2 separate regions of the Mus musculus genome follow, and region 1 is linked to region 2. Evidence: chromatin contacts called from public promoter capture Hi-C data. All regions are on one chromosome and are shown on one strand. The core of a region is the stretch at or near the end of the contact, and the rest is flanking DNA. Distances in the headings are between cores, read along the strand shown.

Region 1 (2,943 bases), core at 262-2,761, 220 kb after region 2:
TCATCTCTTCTCTTCTGAGAGCTGTAACACTTCCGGCACTCCTGGCTGGACCCAGGCCCCCTGGAACCTATCCATCTTGGTTCTGCCTAGAGACTGGTAACCCCAGCACTTTTGAGACTTAGGTAGGAAGATGGCTGTGATTTCAAGATCACCCTGATCTACATAGCAAGACCTTGTCTCAAGGAAACAAAACAAGTGATACACGTTATAACCGTAAAACATGGCTAGGATTTCAGTTTGCATATGGAAAAATGTAAAACATCAGTACAGTAGCTTTTCATATTGCTTATATGTTGAATTGATATTTTATTTATACCTAATACCATAAAATATTAAATATTTTATACCTAATATGTGTGTTTATTAAATATATTTATACCTAATACGATAAAATATTAAGTTAATTCCACCTGCTTCTTTTAGTTTAATAATTGTGGCTATAGTCAGGTGTGTTGGTACATGATCGTGATCCCAGCACTGAAAGGCAGGAGCAGGTGGATCTGTGAGTTTAAGGTCAAAGTCAGATGGCCAGACCCAATGTCAAAAATAAAGCAATAGCCGGGTGGGGTGGCACACACCTTTAATCCCAGCACTTGGGAGGCAGAGGCAGGTGGTTTTCTGAGTTTGAGGCCAGCCTGGTCTACAAAGTGAGTTCTAGGACATCCAGGGCTATACAGAGAAACCTTGCCTCGAAAAACGAGAGAGAGAGAGACAGAGAGAGAGGGAGAGAGAGAGAGAGAGAGAGAGAGAGAGAGAGAGAGAGAGATTGTCATGAATGTGACAGTACAAATGTATTCTGAACACTGACATACATTTATAAATGGTAAAAGTTCTCCAAAGTGGTAGCTTTGTACATCCGAAGCCTGACAATCTTCCTTCCGTCCAAGTGAGTTGTTTCTTACAGATGTAGCATAGGGAAGGTGTGGTACACACCTTTAACAATAGTGTGGTATCAGAAGACAACTTGATGGAGTCAGTTTTCTCTTTTCACCAGACATAGAACTCAGATTATCAGTCTCGGTGGCAACCACCTTCACATGGTGAGTCACCTGACTGGTGCTTAATTCCGTACTTTTCTGCCTTGAGACACCAGAGTGTGTTAGTATCCATGGCTTGCTTCAAGCGATTCTCACCGCCTTAAAACTACTGAGTTCTAGGTTAGCCCAGGTCTGTTCGTTCCTGGTCACATGTCCCTCATCCTTTTACCTAGTAGAGTTGAAAATTTAGTAGAGAAACATTTCTTGAGCCGCTAAATAGGCGCTGGTGTTGCGCGGCCGGTTTAGTTGAAGCGTGCTCAGAAAAGGGGAGGGCATCTTTCTTTAGCGCTAACAGGGTTGAGATGAATTGGGGAGCGTCTCTGTGCAGACGGGATTCACTCACCGTGGCGCTAGGAGCCAGGGCGTTGGAATCCAGAGGTGCAGCAGCAACCATAGAGAGCGACTGTAAGGAGCGAGGGGCCGGATGCGGTCACCATAGAGACGGGAGACTGACAGGCAGCGGAAGAGGAAGCCGAGGGCTGGCTTGTGAGGTGGCAGCGGCAGCAAAGCGGAGCTCCTCGGCCCGCCACAGGGTGGGCTCACCCGCGAGGCGGCTCCGTCTGCCGTGGGGCTTGGGTGTTCCTGTTCCCCTGCCCGGCAGGACCTGAGAACCCGCTCGGTCCTGCTGTCCGCCGCGAGCTCCCCTCCACCGCCCAAGTTCGCAGAGCAAACCAGCTGGACGCAAGGCCTTTTCTGCAGTCGTGGGACGTAGGCGATTAATTTCTGTCTCCAGACGGCCGGCTAGGACTCGCTCTGTCCCTTCTTCTGGGGGCTGGCACGGTGCTGTGGTCGCCAAGGGAATAATAGGGCACTGACTGGCGCCCTATTGGAAGGTGCCCTGTTGGAAGGTGGTGAGCCTCTGCTGGCCTTCCCAGACCCCCGCGTTTCTCTAACTGCTGCTGTCTCCCGGCTTGCTTTTGCTTTATTTGGCTTTGTTTGATAACCTCTAGCCACAGCAAGAGTGTCTGTAATTTGTCTCCTGCTGTTCTTAGATATGTGGGCAGCATAGCTTTGCAGGACGAGTAGGATGGCTAGCAAAATGGCTCCATCAGCCATTGCGCTCCTATGAGAGGCCAGCTGTGCTGAGTCACTGTGACTGCTCACCTCATTTGGGTGGGTAGGTGGGTGGGCACCATTCATAGCTGGTGATCTTATCTGACAAGGAGGGGATTTCTAGAGTCTGTGGCTCTCTTTGACACTCAGGAGCGGGGTGGAAGGAGGTGCTGACCCCTTCTCTAGTGCTTGCCTGCAGCAGCGGCAGATCAGCAGTTCCTCTGGGGCCTGAGGAGACATAGTGGGCCAGGATAGCTTCAGCATGGCACAGGGTGTCTGAGGCAGGCCCTTTTGGTCAGACTGTTGTTGGAATGGCGCATGCACTTTGCCCTAAGCTCTGTGTCACTGGGTGCTGCTGACTTGAATTAGGCCCATGTTTCAAATGGCTGTAGACCTTCTGGGGTTAGGTTTGGCAGGACTGCACTTTCTTTTTTCTTTTTCCTGGACTACAGACTGCAATCCCCGTAGGGAGTGGCATTGCTCACATAGACATTAGTATTTTACTGAGGGTATCAGCACCATGGCCACTGAAGACCAGACATAGGGTTGGGAAGACTTGGTGGGGATGCTGGGCTCCTTTTTCTGTTGCTGACCTCGTTGACTCCGGGTTCTCTGGGTAAAACCGTGGGCTACTGCTGGCCTGTGGCCCATCAACCTACTCATCCTTGAGACTGTGCCCCTGGGGCGCCCTGTGTCAGGGCCTGCCACCATGCGACTGAGCTCCCTGCTGGCTCTGCTGCGGCCAGTGCTCCCCCTCATCCTAGGACTGTCTCTGGGATGCAGCCTGAGCCTCCTGCGGGTTTCCTGGATCCAGGGTGAGGGAGAAGATCCCTGTGTAGAGGCTGTGGGGAAG
Region 2 (2,985 bases), core at 211-2,710:
CAGAAAGCGTCCTTGGCTGTCAAAGAGTCAAAGTTATAGCTGGACATGATAACCAGGTGGAACTGGTCCATCCAAGGTTCTGTAAAGATTAAATATCCAGAAATAGGGGCTAGATTCCATCTCCTGCCTCCCTCTCCCAAAGATTTAAGTCAGTAGGGACAGGCAGGGGGTCTCAAGGCCAGGCACCTGAAAGAAAACTGGTGTGAGTAAGAGCCACCTGCTGACCCTCTGTTCCCAGCCCCCACCAGTCACCCAGGGAGCCCAGAGCACTCATATCCAAGGATAGGTGGCTCCCTACTTGTGAGGCCCCTTCACCTCTACCTGCCCTGCCCCAAACTAGTGGACCCCACCTTTTTAGTGACCCCAAAGATCAGCACGGCCCATTCCTTCCGGCCATTCCTGCCAGTCCCCCACCCAGGCCCACCCCAATCTTTCCCTCCCCTGCTTTTCCAGAGTCCAGCCAACACAAATCTGCATGTTTGTTTGTCTGCCTGTCTGCCTCTCCCAGTCGCTGCCTCTCCCTGTCTCTAAATTTCTGGGGGTTTTGTTTTGTTTTGTTTTTCTCTTAGTTTCTTTTTTGAGGGGCCTCTGAGGTCTCAAACTCACAAGGTTCCCAATCCTCTACACCCAAATACCTAGCTCCTCGCTTTCTGTCAGCTGCAGATAGTACAGAACTATAAACTCCAACACGCATGGCTGCCTAAGGTGCCCAAAACGTGCTGGTATGGATCTCCCTGCACTCTGGGAATTGTAGTTTGCCTAGTCCACGCTCAGTGTCCACTCCCTCTACCCCCAAAATCTCCTCTGTGGGCCATCTGCCTCTGCCCTGGTGGCTAGGTCTCTCCACTGACCTGCTGCCCCAGGGAAACAGGACACTTGACAGGATTGGAGGGGGAGGCCCTGGATGGCAGCTTCCTGCTCCTTTGTGTCCCCATTTGAGTCATGGGGTGTGGGTTCAGGAAATTGAGATGATACCCTAAAACCAGGAACAAGGACAAAATGTCACTGCATCCTTGCTGAACCCGTGTCCCCAAGTTCCCAAAGGACTCTGAGATAGGAGAGGAGCAAGGGTGAACCTTGAGATCTCTGTGGTCACAGGAATATGATATTCCGTTGCTCTGGTACTCATCCAGTGCTCAAAGCCCTCCCACTGTAGCCTAGCACCATCAAAGCATCTTTCCCACCCTCTAGCAGACAACCCACCATTCCCCGGTCTCCAACGGACACCTGGGTTCCCACTTATCAGCTCTAGCCCTCATGGCGGAACCCAGGCGTCCGGCCTCCCACCCTCTGGGTCAGCGGGCATGAAGCCGAGGTTTTAGAGCCTCCCTGCCGGCCTTGTTCCTGTCCCATTGTGTGTGGGACAGGGGCGGGGCGAAGGCCAGCATCTGAGAGCCCCCTCCCACCACCCCCCTCCCTGCTTCCTAAGGAAAAGGCCAGGACTCTGCTGAGCAGTCGGCAGAGTTGAGGTCAGCTGGCATGGGCAACTTGAAGAGTGTGGGCCAGGAGCCTGGGCCACCCTGTGGCCTAGGGCTCGGGCTGGGTTTAGGGCTGTGCGGCAAGCAGGGCCCAGCCTCTCCAGCACCGGAGCCTAGCCAGGCGCCAGCACCCCCGTCCCCAACCCGACCAGCACCAGACCACAGGTGAGGGGCACGTGGCTATGCGCAGGTAAGATCTATGAGTAAAGGGGTTGTATGGAGGACTGAGGCCTGGCTCTGGGAAGAGCCAGAAGGACCAGGCTACCGATGCCAAAAGCTCCTAATGTGAACAGAACAGAGCGAGATGGCATGGCTGAGGAGAGGCCGGGAGCGAGGCCATCAGGTATTGGGTAAGAGGAGACAAGAGGCTGCGACAGAACTGGGCCAGAGTTTGAGTGTTGGTCCATGTCAAGAACTGGTCAACCTCAGACAAGTTACTTAACCTCCCTGAGCCTCTGTGTGGATAAAAGGTGGACTCCGCAGCACTCACCTCTTGGGGCTGTAAGTTTCCAGTTTAATGGAAGCCTCTACAAACAGTAGTAATAGCTACTTAACTGGAGAAGACAGGGGCAGGGGACGGGCACACTATGTGTGGGGTTTCAAAGAACAGCAGAGATCTGGGGCCTGAGATGCAAACTCTTGGGTCGGGGGGCCAAGGCAAAGCTGCTAGGTTCCTCTCCTGCTTAAGGATTCCCTCCTTCTGCCCTGAGCCGCAGACAGACCTGCAGCCCTAGCCCTCAAAAACATCCCTGAAGAGAAGAAAATGAAAAATTCCAGTGGGTTCAGGCCAAGGGGCTCCTGCCAAGCCTGAGGGTCCAGTGCTGCGGCTCAGGGCCCCAAGTCCCTCCCTTCCTCCTGCACAGGCAGGCGGTTCTGGGAGGAAGTGATAAGGCTTCAGGGCTTCCCTTCACACTAGGGCTGCTGTCAAGAGGGCTGGGAGTGGGAGTAAAATCAGAGCAGAGGAATCCCTGCAGGGGGCTTCCCTCAGCTCGGCCCTAAAGCTGGGCAGCGGCTACTCCATTTCCAGTTGCCCAAATCTGATCCTTAAGATGGAGTAGCATGAAGAATGGTGGCCTAGGGGCCACTGTGGTGAAGTATAACTATAATCCCAGCAGTTGGGAGGTGGAGGCAGGAAGATTCTAGCCATCCTCAGCTAGACAGACCTTGAGACCAGCCAGGCCTGTTTCAACAACCCCCCAGCACACACCCAAGAGGTTATTTCACTCATGGTCCAGAAACTGGAACAGCTATGAGCATGGCACAACCACCTGCTCTGATGGGTCGTCATGCACCATCTCAGGTGAGGCAAGGGCATTCCGAGGTGAGCACCCAGACCAAGCAAGGAGGCCAAAGAGCAAGCTCTCGCTTTTTATTTTTTATTTATTTATTTATTTTTAAATAACAAAGGTACTCCACTAGAACCCAGTCAGTCTGCCGTAACAGGAGGAATCTACCACCTCTCCACTCAATCGCAGCTTCTCAACTCTTCTCTAGGATCCAAACTTCC

Evidence for each region. Capture Hi-C pulls out chosen DNA fragments and counts their contacts.
Region 1: a contact with region 2 is called in a promoter capture Hi-C map of pancreatic islet. The contact joins the promoter of Chpf2 here to the promoter of Nos3 in region 2. A contact is called at or near these places in 1 of 39 promoter capture datasets (stem cell-derived epiblast-like cells), 4 of 484 Hi-C or Micro-C datasets (embryonic stem cells and regulatory T cells), 1 of 115 datasets of contacts at active chromatin or transcription factors (embryonic stem cells) and 3 of 9 other capture datasets (adipose tissue, liver and pancreatic islet).

What each region holds. Positions count from the first base shown.
Region 1 is chr5:24,585,239-24,588,181 of GRCm38.p6, forward strand. It overlaps Chpf2 (chondroitin polymerizing factor 2), which reads left to right and starts at 1,512. Exons shown (of 4, transcript NM_133913.2): 1 at 1,512-2,943. The coding sequence starts at 2,800.
Region 2 is chr5:24,363,359-24,366,343 of GRCm38.p6, forward strand. It overlaps Nos3 (nitric oxide synthase 3, endothelial cell), which reads left to right and starts at 1,461. Exons shown (of 26, transcript NM_008713.4): 1 at 1,461-1,643. The coding sequence starts at 1,480.